Regions from separate parts of the Mus musculus genome. Here regions 2 and 3 are each linked to region 1. Evidence: chromatin contacts called from public Micro-C and promoter capture Hi-C data. All regions are on one chromosome and are shown on one strand. The core of a region is the stretch at or near the end of the contact, and the rest is flanking DNA. Distances in the headings are between cores, read along the strand shown. Region 1 holds the start of Abca3 (ATP-binding cassette, sub-family A (ABC1), member 3). Region 2 holds the start of Paqr4 (progestin and adipoQ receptor family member IV). Region 3 holds the start of Cldn9 (claudin 9).

The links. Promoter capture Hi-C pulls out the DNA fragments that hold promoters and counts their contacts. Hi-C and Micro-C count contacts between places; a contact is called where the count stands out from the background.
Region 2: a Micro-C map of embryonic stem cells shows a contact between it and region 1, with 4 times the contacts expected there. The contact joins the promoter of Paqr4 here to the promoter of Abca3 in region 1. A contact is called at or near these places in 3 of 39 promoter capture datasets (cranial neural crest, pre-B cells and stem cell-derived epiblast-like cells), 1 of 484 Hi-C or Micro-C datasets (embryonic stem cells) and 1 of 115 datasets of contacts at active chromatin or transcription factors (pancreatic cancer cells).
Region 3: a contact with region 1 is called in a promoter capture Hi-C map of pre-B cells, with 3 times the contacts expected there. The contact joins the promoter of Cldn9 here to the promoter of Abca3 in region 1. A contact is called at or near these places in 1 of 39 promoter capture datasets (pre-B cells) and 1 of 115 datasets of contacts at active chromatin or transcription factors (pancreatic cancer cells).

Annotation. Positions count from the first base shown.
Region 1 is chr17:24,349,451-24,354,033 of GRCm38.p6, reverse strand. Abca3 (ATP-binding cassette, sub-family A (ABC1), member 3) reads right to left here and starts at 2,011. Exons shown (of 33, transcript NM_013855.3): 1 at 1,783-2,011. It overlaps Abca17 (ATP-binding cassette, sub-family A (ABC1), member 17), which reads left to right and starts at 2,975. Exons shown (of 31, transcript NM_001031621.3): 1 at 2,975-3,066.
Region 2 is chr17:23,738,298-23,742,726 of GRCm38.p6, reverse strand. It overlaps Paqr4 (progestin and adipoQ receptor family member IV), which reads left to right and starts at 2,397. Exons shown (of 3, transcript NM_023824.3): 1 at 2,397-2,867; 2 at 4,366-4,429. The coding sequence starts at 2,702. Kremen2 (kringle containing transmembrane protein 2) reads left to right here. Exons shown (of 10, transcript NM_028416.2): 7 at 1-165; 8 at 245-370; 9 at 452-530; 10 at 756-1,528. The coding sequence ends at 966.
Region 3 is chr17:23,681,618-23,686,446 of GRCm38.p6, reverse strand. It overlaps Cldn9 (claudin 9), which reads left to right and starts at 2,421. Exons shown (of 1, transcript NM_020293.3): 1 at 2,421-3,863. The coding sequence starts at 2,798. The coding sequence ends at 3,451. It overlaps Cldn6 (claudin 6), which reads right to left. Exons shown (of 3, transcript NM_018777.4): 3 at 4,001-4,829. The coding sequence ends at 4,724.

The sequences.
Region 1 (4,583 bases), core at 762-3,261:
ACAACTCTATCTTGCATTCTCAGTTCAGCTCTCCTACTCCTTTAGACACGGGTGGCATCTATTCTGGATGTGTCCTGTACCACTTAGCCCATTCTTTAATAAAAACCAAACACGGTATTTATTTCTCTGTGCTGTGGTGGGGGGCATGCATGTACCATGGTGTCTGTGTGGAGGTCAAGGGCGACTTGCTGGAGCTGGCCCTCTGTTATCTCGTGAGTCACTGGGATCTAACTCAACCTGTCGGGTTTGATTGTTAGACACCTTAATTCACTGACCCATTTGGCCAGGCCTGCTTCTGATTGAAGCCACTTTCTTGTGAGTAAATTAGTGCCATTTGAAGATCTCTACGGGCAGGGATCATCTAGTGACTCAGAATCATGCCTGGAGCCTTGCGCATTAGAAGACTGATGAACGTACCTGAGAGTTCTAGAATGTGGCTCTAGGCAGACTCAGTGTATCAAAGGAACCCCCTGCCAATTGCCAGAAGCAGGGCTGAAGGAGAAACCATAAAGCCCATAAAGGCCAAACTAAGGCCTTCCCAGTTAAGACCAAGTCAAAATAGTTTCTATGTGACAGCCTGGTCAATGTAACAGGGAAAGTTAGTGGCTTGTTAAGAAGAACTCCAGCTACCTGGTCATGCTCTGAAAGGCTGTTCTGTCAGAATGGTGGAATGCCGCCTGCCCTAGAGGAAGATATTATCTGTTTGCAAGGGCTCAATTCAAACCAATGTGGGTGAGGGGGATTCCCATGACACTCATTTTTTTAAAAATCAACTTTTCCTCTCCCCACCCTGTCTCTTACTTCCCACGAGGCAAGCTTTCTAAAATGGTTTCAGTCTTTTCAAGCTTACAAATGGCAACACCAAACAAAACTCTCTGGATGAAATAAGGCTGCTTAGGAGACAGGGGCAGAATTCAGTTCCTTAAGCCTTGCCTGGGTCTCCACATTGTTACTACAAAGCCCCAGTCACTCATTGGGAGAGCATTTCCTGAGTGCTCCTCACGTTACAAACACCAAGTCCCTATTTATGATACAAGAACCGTTCAGGCCTGGAGGCAAAGGGACAGACAGAAATACCTTTTAAGACAAAGCCCAAATGGGCCACACACAGGGAAAGCTCAAGCGTGCAGTACCAGGGACCTGACCCCCAGGCTGGAGCCCTGACCCCCAGGAACTAGTCGAAGTTCGGGGTCGGTCATTCTGAGCACCAACACCAAACACCGAGACACTTGACCAGAGCACAGTTGCTGTAGTTGCTGTGGTTCCCCCTTCCGAGTTCTGTATTGCACATTGAGGGCTTCGCCAACTTCAACCCCTATCAAAGCATCCCTTGAACCCTACGTTAAAGTTCATGAAAACGAAGATGCTGAAGCTTGAAGAACTGGGAGGAATTCCATCCAGGACCAGCACTGGCCGGTTGAGCCTGGAGCATTCCGCCGGCCTGCTGTGTCGCAGCCCGCAAAGCGCCTGAGGGCGGCGGCTGTCTGTCCACCTGCCAGGCCCGCACAATAGACCCCGTAACGACCCAGCGGTCTGTGCGGGTTCCTGCGAGCCCCGCGACCCCGCTATAGCGGGGACACACCCAGCATGAGGACGCCAAGACAGCTACACCTGCAGCAATACGAAGGGTCAGTCCGCGAGCCCGCAGGTCCCGGCGATAGGCAGGGGCTCGGAGGCCCCAGGTTGGGGCGCTGCCCGCTGGCAGAGTGGAGACCCGGGCAAGGACGGGAAATCTCAGAGCCCCGAGCTAGCGCGCGAGTGACAAGTCCTAGTGACACTCACCGACCCTCAGCGCCAGGGTGGCGGCGGTCTGCGCAGCTCTCTCGCCAGGTTCCCTCCCTTAGACTCCCGGTCCTGCTCCAGCCTTGCTGGGGCGGTTGCGGCCGAAGCTGACAACTGAGGCGGCGGGGCAGAGAGGAGGCGCCTGCGACAGGCGCGGGTGGAAGAACGCACCAGGAAGCTCCGGCTCCTGGAGGGGGTGGGGGGGCGCGTCGGAGCGCGCGTGCGCACTGGGCCGCCCCTGCAGGTGCCCCGGGTTTGCCCCCGGCCGGCTCAGCCTCGCCTAAGCTCTGGATTCAGCGTCTGCGCAGTGCCTGGCACATGTTGCCCAGCTCCGACAGAGGGCGCTCTGCGTAGCGCGTGCACCCCTCCCAGTTCAACATTCCGGATCGTGCGTCTGCGCAGTACTCCACGCAGGTCTCACCTCCAGTGGGCAAGCGCTTGTAGGGTGGGGTGAGCGTGCGTGATGGGTTGCCCCTGCGGGTTTTCTCCGCATCCGCCACTGATCGTGCAGCACGCCCTTGCTCGCGTCCAGCAAACAGTAGGCGTTAGTTTGGGGCTCTGAGCCCCGGGGTCGCTGGCCTGAAGCTCATCTCTGGACAAATGTGTTTCAAAGCAGTTGAGGCTGTAACATCAAGAATCTCACTTTCGCAGCGGGATTCAAGTTCCTCTTTCTCTTCAGGGCTCTCTCCCCATCTCACTCTTGTCACCAAGAGAAAGTGCTACTTTCTGCTCTCAGCAGGAGGAACCCAAGCCCTAGTGAGGTTAGGTCTAGGAACCTTTCAGAGGCGACAGCCCACAGCTAGGAAAGGGAAAGTCACGGTCCAGCCCAGCAGCACCACTAGGAGAATACAGTCAGGGTGGGAGGGGGTTCTCAGGGATCTGGGTCTCCTCAGGCAGAAGGCAGGGCGTCGGGGTCTCTTGGGCGGTAGAGTTTCCTCGGACAGGAGATTGGGGCGTTAGGATTTCTTCAGGCAGTAGACAGGCATGGAGGTGGGAGGGGGTTGTGGTTCCTTCAGACAGTAGGATGCGAACATCTGTGTGCCCTCGGCCCAGGCAGGAGGGAATGGCATTGGAATCACAGGTTGCTGCAGCTTGGGCATCCGCGCGGCTGGCCCGGGAGAAGCGGGGTTGAGCGTGGGCGTGGCCGTGTCGCGGGGCCAACAGTCGTCGAGGGCGATCCAGCGGGTCCTTCAGTGCCCGTGGCCACGGACAGGGTGCCTGCGGTGAGTGAGGCGCAGCCCTCCCCGGATTCCGGGCTGCGGACCAGACCTGCCTAGCCTTAAGGTAACCCTGGGATCGTGACTTCCGAATCAATGCCAGTTACACTGTGGTCATAACCTCTCGCTCTCTAGGGTCCTGTATGGCTAACCAGAAGATGGACTCCCTAAGAAAAGAGCCCTTGCCTGGTACATGGTCAGTTCCCTGGGGTCCTAGAACACCTTGTCCAGAAATGCTCTAGTCAAGTTTGCCGAATAAAGGGAGTCTCAAAGACCTGGCTTCAGGTCTTGAGTCCTTCACTAGTGTATTCAAGTCATTGTATTTTCCAGAATCTTAATTTCTCATTCCTAAAATTGAAATGGTAGTAATAGCGTATTCAAAGGTTGCGGTTCCCCCACAACCACCACTTTTTTTCCAAAGTGAAATGAGAAAAGTGCATGCTTAAGGGATTATCATCATGCCTGGCACTTAAATGGCAGTATGTGCCTGTTGTAACAAGCATGTAGCGGTGTGTGTTGGGGGAGATGGGGGGACAATTAAAGCAAGGTGGGGATTTGGATTATTGGTGTGCTGTAAACATCTCCAAAAGACTTTGTCCCCAAAGACTTTCTCTCCATCATCCTTCCAACCCAAAATGTCTCTCCCATTCTCTATTTCATGATAGGAGGTGTATGAATCTGGCTGACTGGAACTGGACGTTAAACTTAATCGCTTTTCTTTCAAAACAGTACTTGCCATTTTCAACTTAAATTCTTTAGTCCTTTCCAAACCTAAGCCTAGTTCTGCAGAACTAAATCTAGGAACAGAGCTGGGTGACTTAGAATTCCCTTAGGCAAAGGCGAGGTTGAGAGTATTCGTGATGCGTGTTCCTCAGAATCTCACAAAGTAGGTGTCTGGTGTCAAAGTCTCATTTTATTGTGTATTGAGGAGTACAGATGAAACTGGTAAAGGAAGTATTGAAACAGCCATCTAACACCAAATTCAAAGTCCTCAACAATGTATTGTTAGAACTGAATATATTGTTATTTGAAACTAATGTAAACACAATCACACGGAAATGTGTGTACATCATTGACTATGACAGTGAGTTATGTAGGCTTGTTCTATTAAATATCCAGGCAGCACAGAAACTGTAGCAACACTGCCATAGTGGTCTTTGTGTGAATCTCTATCTTGCTTCAAGTGTAGTTTGCATAGCTTTTAATCATCTAGAAGTTTTAGAGGTGTTTCATATAGATGATTAGTATATTCACAAATTTAAAATTTAGCAAGTATTATATAAATATATTCTTCAAATTTTAAAACAAAAGGCCACTTTTTTTATAACTGCCATCCTCTTCCCATGCCATTTGTTCAGTAAATACTCTCTCTATAATTTTGTACCTGTTTATGTAAATATATAGATTTATCTATAGATGTAAATTGGACACGTGACATTTGCATCTCTCTCTTCTCTCTCTTTCTCTCTCTCTCTGCCAGATGTCCCACCTTCTAATCTGTCTGAGCCCATTGGCTAAACAGCATTATTTTACAGACAGGAATACTTTCACACAGTGCACAAGAGATTTTCTCTGCACAGTTCT
Region 2 (4,429 bases), core at 1,148-3,647, 610 kb after region 1:
ACCGGCTGGAGCTACGCGACGTCTCGTCCGGCAACCTACTCCGTGCCTTCGACGGCGCCCATCCGCCGCCTCCGGGACCGCTGCGCCTGCGCACTGCTGCGCTGCTGCTCACCTTCCGCAGCGACGCAAGAGGCCATGCTCAAGGCTTCGCGCTCACCTACCGCGGTGAGCCAGGGGCCAGTCCTTCTGACGCCGCCCACACAACCGCACTCCTGGCCACCTCGCCTCACACCTCTCTCCGCAGGGCTGCAGGATACAGTGGAGGGCAGAGCATCTCCAGAGGATTCAACTGAGAGTCTCGCAGGGGACCCCGATGGGGCTAACGCGAGCTGCAGCCCCAAGCCCGGAGCTGCACAGGCTTCGATAGGTGGTGAGGCTGATTTACAAGGTGGGAGTTAAACAAGGAGTGGCTTTTCGGAGGCCTGTCCTCATCACACCCCTGTGCCCACAGCCCGAGTCTTCTCCACCGTGACGGCCTTCTCTGTGCTGCTGCTGTTGCTCCTGTCCCTACTGCGTTTGCTGCGTCGACGGTGCGGGCGCTGGGGCAGGGCCTGAGGGCAGAGCCCGCACTGGGCGCCTGATGCCTCGTGCCTCGGGTGTGGGGTCTCCGGTGGGAAGCCTGGGCTGGGGGACGAAGCTAGGAAGGCCCTGGGTTCTTGAGTGGGCGAGGCCGTGGGAGAATTGGTTTGCAGGCAGAGCAGGATGTTAGAGGCAGGGCTGGGTATGGGTCCAGCTGACGTCTGCTCCCTCCCTAGGAGCTGTCTGCTGGCTCCAGGAAAAGGGTCTCTGGCCATGGGACCTTCCCGGGGCCCCGGGAGAAGCTGGGCTGTGTGGTACCGCCGGCCCCGAGGGGTGGCCCTGCCCTGTCCCCCAGGGGACTCTCAGGCTGAGGGTCCTGCTGCGGGCTACCGTCCCCTGAGTGCCTCCAGCCAGAGCTCCTTGCGCTCGCTCGTCTCTGCTCTCTGACCCCAGACGTACGTGAGTCCATCACCACTTCTGCCAGCGAGATGGACACCCGAGATATTATGCAGCACCCTACCTCGACCTTGTGCCCCTTTAAAAGCAGCTCGGTCTCTGATCATCTCGGGAAGACCAGAAGATCGGACAGGAAGCATCCAGTGCTATTTGGGAACTTGGCCTGACCCTTGGGGTCCAGATGACTGAAGCCAAAGGACAAAGGGAATCCAACACCCTAATTCATGGACCTTGATGTGATGGGTGGTGTTTGGTTTCAGGGTTCTTTGCGCCTCTTTTGGGGATGGTCCTGGACTGCTGCCCTCGATGAAAGGTTAGGGGCCAACAAAAGTGATCTAAAGCCGGGCGTGGTGGCGCATGCCTTTAGTCCCAGCACTCGGGAGGCAGAGGCAGGAGGATTTCTGGCCAGCCTGGTCTACAAAGTGAGTTCCAGGACAGCCAAGGCTATACAGAGAAACCCTGTCTCAAAAAACAAAACAAAACAAAAACAAAAACAAAACAAAAGTGATCTAAAGACTCAGTATAGACTTAAAATAAAAGGCCTATTTTGGTAGAGGCTTTAGCAAGTTCTTTGCGCGAGGAAGAACCTGTCGATAAGGGTGTGGGCAGGGGGGCTGCAGGTGGGATGCTGGGTGTCCACACTGTGAGCTTTCTTATGAGAGGATGTGGAAGTTGGTCTTGGGTAGTTTTATGAGGAAGAAGCGCCTTCCTTGTCCCTGCCAGAGTAGAAGAGAACCGACCTTGCTTCCCTGGTCTCCTGCCTTTGCCCGTTCCTTGCCTGTACTGGGCAGGGCTAAGGGTGTGCTTTGTGGGCGATAAAAGGGAGTGAATTGGGTGGAACCCAAGCTCGAAGCAGCCTGGCCGGAAGGGCTGGGCCTCGCTAAGGGTTCCAGGTGCACCACACATCTTAGACGCTTGGGTTCCCCGCCAATGGAAATATGCCTCCAAAGTGGGTAAGCGCCTGCGCTGCTCAGGACTCTTCTGGGGGGTGTGGGGGGTGGTGGTGGGGCGCTTAGCCAGCAGCACCTTGGACAGAGTCTGACTGTGGGTTTAGAGCTGGGTAGCCGGGTTATGTGCTTGAGGTAGGTGCCCAAAGGTGCGGCAACCTGAAGGTCATTAAGAAAGCTGGGGTGTGATAATGTTGGTAGACCCAAGGTGCTAGGCCACTCCAGTGGAGGAGCCCGACACAGAAACTCGCGTCGCAAGCCAACAGCCACTCCACGCAAAGAAGGCTGGAACCGCATATGTTAAAAAGAGAAGGCATGGGCGGTCTCGGGGCGGAGCATCTCCGTCCGCAGAGCCCATTGGTCCCTGCAACAAGAACGTCAGGAATCCAGCGCGCGAAACACAGGCAGGGTGGCGGGGGCGAGGAGCCGGGGTGGAGCCTGCTGTCCCCTCCGGCGTCCGGCCGCGCCCGTCCTCCGGGCTGCGGCGAGACGCCTGGCTGCCGTTGCGGCCAACCGGAGCTCTCCCTCCGCCGCTCTGCTACGGTGGAGCTGAATGCACTGAGCTCCGACCTGGGGTTGCCAGCTTTCTCTCCCTTGCGGGGGCGTCGAACTCGCGCGTGCGCAGCGCGTGAGGGAAGGGGGCCGGGACCTCCTTGCTGACCCGGGCAGGGCCACCGGATAGCCGGAGGTGAATCGGGATGAGCTTCCCAGCGCTGCAGCTCCACTGAGAAGGAAGCCCAGGCGCAGAGGGTCGCCGGTCGGCCGCAGTGCGTGAGGCCATGGCATTCCTGACCGGGCCTCGTCTCCTGGACTGGGCTAGCTCGCCGCCGCACCTGCAGTTCAATAAGTTCGTATTAACCGGCTACCGGCCGGCCAGCAGCGGCTCGGGCTGTCTGCGCAGCCTTTTCTACCTACACAACGAGCTGGGCAACATCTACACACACGGTAGGTGAGCCGCGCCCCGATTCACGCTTCTTGCACTCGCGGCCGCCTTGCCTGTGAGCACAGCAGCCCCCCAAGCTCAAGTCCTGGACTGTCCCTGCTCTGGTTGGGTCAGGCGCCGCGGTGACAAAGCTGCCATTGTCCCAAGCTTCGTTGCCAGCTCCTGCTTTCCCAGTAGTGCCCCAAAGCAGGACAGGGGAGCAGAGTGAGAGCCAGCTTAATCCGGCTGAGCTCTAGGGGTAAGAATCCTGGTATCCCCTTGATAATCCTGCGCCTTGGGCACCCTCCCCCTCCAGCGCTCATCCTGGAGATGGGCGTTCACTGGCTAGGAGGAATTGGAGAGAAGACTGCCCCTGCCTGACCCAAGCCCTTCCTCGCGATAGCCTTGAGTCCCCACGACCATAGCAGTACCGTGGGGCTCCGCTTTCCCCCACCCCGCCCCCCAACACACTTCTTGCGGGCCCCTAGAGCTCTGCTGACACAGCCCTGGCCTGTCCTTGAGCCGCCCCAGCTGGGAGAGGGAACTAGAGCCAGCTAGGTTTAGACTTGGGCTTTTCTCTAGAGGAAGAGCGCTATTGTCTAGTCAGACCCCCACCAAGAGTGGGGCTGATGCCTGCATTTGTCCTCTATTAAGGCAATGCCAACTGGTTGTGGGGAAGGGAGGAATGTCCAAGAAAGGCCAGCACTGGAAAGAACAGAGCTGAAAGCGCCCCAGTGGAGACAGGATAGGCTTCTTCCAGTCCTTTCCCCTCATTCTGGCCTTTCCTGGCTTTCTTTATGGAAAACAAAAAGACCCAAAGCCTCCATCTGCCTGGACATTTGACAATGTTAAGTAACCCTGAGGCTGGTATGTCCCTCCTGTCCTAATCAGAACTCAGGCTGAGGTCATGCTTCTCCAGATTTCTGCAGGACGGACAGACAGACAGACAAGACAGACCTGGTCTGGCCTCCTGTGTGGCAGGGAGGAACTGTGGCTTTAGCCAGGAATTGGTCTGCCCTGGTTCATCATCCTCTCTCCTTTGCCTACTCGCTGGGCTCAGCTGGGACAGATTACTCCAAGCTAGTTTTTGCACCTGCAAAGTAGGGCTTATTGTCTCTGCTTCCTAGATCTGCAGTGATCCTGACAGACAGTAACCCTTCTGAAAGTTTGTAGCCCGCAAGACCTGCTCTGTGTGGGCAGGCAGCAGCACTGAACTCTGCCTTGCTCTGACTTTCGTTTGTTTTTCATAGTCAGGCCACTTTAGTTTTTTTATTTTTAAACATACTCATAGTGTATGAGTGGGTGGGCAGGTGTACTTCTGCCCAGGAATGTGGAGGTTAGAAGACAATTTGTGAGAATTGGTTCTCTCCTACCATGTGGAGTTCAGGATCAAGTTAAGGTTGTCAGGCTTAACAGCTTTTACCGACTAAGCTATTTTCCTGGCTCCAGTTGGTACCTTTGTGGATATGATTCTCCTTTTATGCTGATTGTGTCTGATATATAACTCTCCCTCCCTTCTAGGGCTAGCCCTGCTGGGCTTCCTGGTGTTGGTGCCAATGACCATGCCCTGGAGTCAGCTGGGCAA
Region 3 (4,829 bases), core at 1,172-3,671, 670 kb after region 1:
CCTGGTTGTCAACTTGACAATATTTGGAATGAACTACAATCCGGAATTGGAAGGCTCACCAGTGACCCTTATCTGGAGGCTTGGAGATCCTTATCTGGATCTTGGTTTGAAGATCTTGAGCCATATTGGCTATGGATTCCAGAAGATTGAATCTCCGAGTTTAAGGAACACACCTTTAATCTGGGCTACGCCTTCTGCTGGAGACAATATAAGGACATTGGAAGAAGGGAGTCTAGCTCTTGCTCCTGCTCCTTCGCCTGCTTGCTGCGTGAGACTGAGTAACTGCTAGATCCTTGGACTTCCATTCACAGCTGTGACTGAACGATTGTTGGGAATTGAGCTGCCGACTGTAAGTCATCAATAAATTCCTTTATTATCTAGAGACTATCCATAAGTTCTGTGACTCTAGAGAACCCTGACTAATACAGGCAGCAATCACTCTTAACTGCTGAGCTGTTTCTCTAGCTCTACCCTCTTCCTTTTTTTAAAAAAGATAAGAGTTTCACTGTGTAGCCCTACACTTTTGTACAACACACATACATGCACACACACACACACACACACACACACACATGTGCACTTGCCTGTGGATGCTTGCATAAGTGCCATTGGGAGTATATTAATTTTTTTTTTTGAGACAGGGTTTTTCTATGTAGTCCTGGCTGACCTTGAACTCAGCAGTCTCCCTGCCTCTGCCTCCCGAGTGCTGGGGTTAAAGATGAGGTTAAAGTAGCCCAGCTACTTTTTTTTTTCTTTTTTCTTTCTCTTTTTATTTATGTAGTTGACCCTGTAATTGCCCTGGCTGTCTTGGAATCCTGCAGCTCACTATGTAGATCAGTCTAACCTTGAGCTCACAGATACCCACCCATCTCTGCCTCCTGAGTGGTATGTATGTGTCACCATGCCTGCATGGCAGTTTTTGTCTTTTAAATAATAGCCCTTGGGTCTAGAGAGATGGCTCAGCAGTTAAGAGCACTGACTGCTCTTCCAGAGGTCCTGAGTTCAAATCCCAGCAGCCGCATGGTGACTCAGCCATCTGTAATGGGTTCCAATTCCCTCTTCTGCTGCGTCTGAAGACGGTGACAGTGTACTCACATAAAGTCTTTAAAAATATATTTTAGCTGGGCGTGACAGTGGCCTTTAATCCTAACACTTGGGAGGCAGAGGCAGGTGGATTTCTGAGTTTGAGAAACCTTGTTTTGGGAAGAAAAAAAAAAAAAAGCAGCCGGGCACGGTGGCAAGACACCTTTAATTTAGCCCTCAGGAGGCAGAGGAAGGCAGATTTCTGAGTTCAAGGTCAACCAGGTCTATATAATGAGATCCAGGCTAGACAGTGCTATGAAGAGACCCTCACCCCCCCCCCCAAAAAAAAAGCCCCTGGAAGGAATTGTTCATGACTTACTGAAATATGCATATATTGGTTGAGAGCTCATTTGTTAAGTTCTCTGTTCCAAGCATCCCATACAAACTCTTTAAGTTTTCTCAACCGAGTCTCTGATCCAAATAGGTTAAGACGCCTGGCCCTCCCTGACCACTCTAGAATCAGAATTTGAGCTGCAGGCAGGCAGTAGTACTCTGAGGTGGAGACTTTCATGAGTGTTTTCTGTGGACTGGAAGTAAGGGCTCAGGGACGTTCTAACCCTCTGGGCCTTGCTTCTTTGCCCACCTCTGTGACATCTGGTCTTGGCTGGCTATTCATGTGACTTTTGCTCAGGGTCTCCCTTGTCCCTTCTTGCTTCAGGCCTCTTTCTGCCCCTCCCCATCTCCACAAAAGGCTCTTTATCACCAGGCCACTAGAGACCTTCAGCCGCTCAGCTCATTCCCCTAGTTTCGGCAGTGGGGGCGGAGTGGAAACACCTGAGCTGGGGTAGAATCGTGTGCATGTGTATGTGTGAGGGGTGGAGGGGATAGTTTTCTAGGCTGTTGCCCTGGTAATGCCACCTGAGCTGGGCGCCAGGCACCTGTTGTCTGGGAAACTGTAGGCGGGGCCCCTTCCCTAGGAACTGCCAGGGTTATTGAGCTGAGACTGGAGACAGATCAGATTCCAGAGTCCTGAAAGGATGGGGGAAGGGGAGGGGATATAATGATGGATAAGGGGGGCAGTATTTACCCCACCAAGACAGAGTGAATTAGAGGGGTGGCAAAGAGGGGGCAGTCTCAGGCTGAGAGCTCCTCTGTCCATTCCAAGGCAATTAACAGACTTCTCTCTCCTCTTTTCTGTTTGTCCCATCTTCCTGGAATTTCTTTGTTCTTGAGTTTCCATTTGGTCTTGGCACCAGACCCTAACTAACCCCGAGGGCCCCCATCCATCCCCTTTTCACCATTGCTCCGGTTTATGCTACCCAATAGCAGCCTCCAGGTCTCTTGCTGGGCTCCTCCCCTGCCTAGGCCTTAAAACCCCGCCTGCAGCCAGCGCCCTCAGACGTCCCAAGTGGCACCTCACGGTTCCCTGTTTTGAGACAAGCTGTATACCAGCTGAGAGAAGACTTCAACCAAGAAAGTACGTGAGCAGCCAGCAGAGAGGAACGCGGTTGTTCCTAGTTCATGGCAGATCTGGAGGGGCTGTAATGGGTGAAGGCTTCCAGGAGGACACAAGCAATACAGATGAGCGGGACCTAAGGACTTCTTCGTATTCAGTGAGTACCAGATGTGTGAGAGGCCCGCAGCTGTGAGGTCTGGCCTGGTCTGAGATCAACAGATCCCCCTCCTGAGCAGTGAGACGCACCCGAACTCCAACACAGTGCTCCCAACCCTATTGAGTGATTCAGGCCAAGAGCTGAGAAGACCCGAGGAGCAGATGGCTTCCACTGGCCTTGAACTCCTCGGCATGACCCTGGCTGTGCTAGGCTGGCTAGGAACTTTGGTGTCCTGTGCCCTGCCACTGTGGAAGGTGACCGCCTTCATCGGCAACAGCATCGTTGTGGCCCAAGTGGTATGGGAGGGGCTGTGGATGTCCTGTGTGGTCCAGAGCACTGGCCAGATGCAGTGCAAAGTATACGACTCACTGCTGGCGCTGCCCCAGGACCTGCAGGCAGCCAGAGCCCTCTGTGTCGTGGCCCTCCTGCTGGCTTTGCTGGGCCTGCTGGTGGCTATCACGGGCGCCCAGTGCACCACGTGTGTGGAGGACGAAGGTGCCAAGGCCCGTATCGTACTCACCGCAGGGGTCCTCCTCCTCCTCTCGGGCATTTTGGTGCTCATCCCTGTCTGCTGGACAGCCCATGCCATCATCCAGGATTTTTATAACCCACTGGTTGCGGAAGCCCTCAAGAGAGAACTGGGGGCTTCCCTCTACCTGGGCTGGGCTGCCGCTGCCCTGCTCATGCTAGGGGGAGGGCTCCTCTGCTGTACGTGTCCCCCGTCACACTTTGAGCGTCCCCGCGGCCCCAGGCTGGGCTACTCCATCCCTTCCCGTTCAGGTGCTTCGGGACTGGATAAGAGGGACTATGTGTGAGGCTGAGGCTTCTTCCAGAAGCTTCCACCTGCGGCTTCATGCCCTGCATTGGGCTACATCCTTATATCATCAAATCCATGCGCCTGCGAAGCTCACTTATTGGCCAGGACTTGGCTCTTAGGGGATCTCAGCTGGTCTGGCTTGAGCTAACCCTCTGTAGTGGTTGCAACCTTGAGAAAGCTCCAGTTACTGGGTACCCTGCTTATCGCTGCCTCCCAGGATTTTGCTGTGGTTTGCTCTCCTGGACTTTCTTACTCTGGAACCTGGACCTCAGCCTCCTTGCCTTCAAAGTAAGATGTGGACTGTGACCTAATACTGAGGCTTTAGCTGGTCAAGTCTAGCCCAAGCACCACCTGAATCCAAGTTACTCAGCCCCCTACCCTACCTGTGAATAAAAGCACATTGTAACTGAGCCTCCTCTGGTCTGTGAAAAGAGGGTGTGTATACTGTGGGGGGAGAGGTCTCCAACCAGTGAGCAGCTTGCTTAGACCATTAACGCCTTCTAACTCTAGCGAGGCTTGTACTGAACACCAAGAGACATCAGACACATTGTAAGAAAAAAAAATCATGTTTTATTTAGTAAAGCATTGTGTGAGCAGGGAAGTGTGCAAGGTGTGGGGGAGGAGGGTCTACAGCACAGCTGGGACCTTTTGTAGGGAGAGTACACAGTAACCTTGGCGATGGGATTCAGGGGCCAAAGGTTGGAAGTCTCAGGGTAGAAAATTCCTTGGTAACTTATCACCTGCCCTTCCAGGGCTGGAGAGAAGTCTGACCAGGAAGGGGTGCGTCTGTCCTGTGAGTTACCTCCGGCCACAGCAGGAACTCTTGGGACTGGGACAGGATATTTTGAGAAAAACAAAGGCCAGGCAGCCTTAGAACACTGCACAGAAGATCCCCAGAATGAATAATGACGCAGAAACTCAAGTGTCCCATCCTCCCAGCCTCAGTAGCTAAAAGTGAGAAATGCCAGCAGCAGAGAGAGAGGTGGAGCTTGGACTCAGGTTGAGGCAGGAAAACTGGAGCTGGAGGTCGATCAGAGCTCCATGAGAAGAGCTTGTCTCAAAAACAGGTGGAACAAACCCTAGGGACAGACAGGGCACCACATGACTCACTGGTGAGTGCTTGCCTACCAAATGCGTGGGGCCCCAGGTTCAATACCCAGTAGTACAAAAGAAAAACAAGAAATAAGACAACCCCCAAACTACTCCGTAACCTTTCTTGATGGCTCAGCTCAGGTTCCCTGGCTAGCAGAGCCTCACTCCCCAGTGAGCATCACACATAATTCTTGGTGGGATATTCGGAGGGTCCCCGAGAATGTGGGACAGATGTAGAATAGCAGGCCATGTAATGTCTGGGTCCCTGGGTCCCTCCAGAAGAG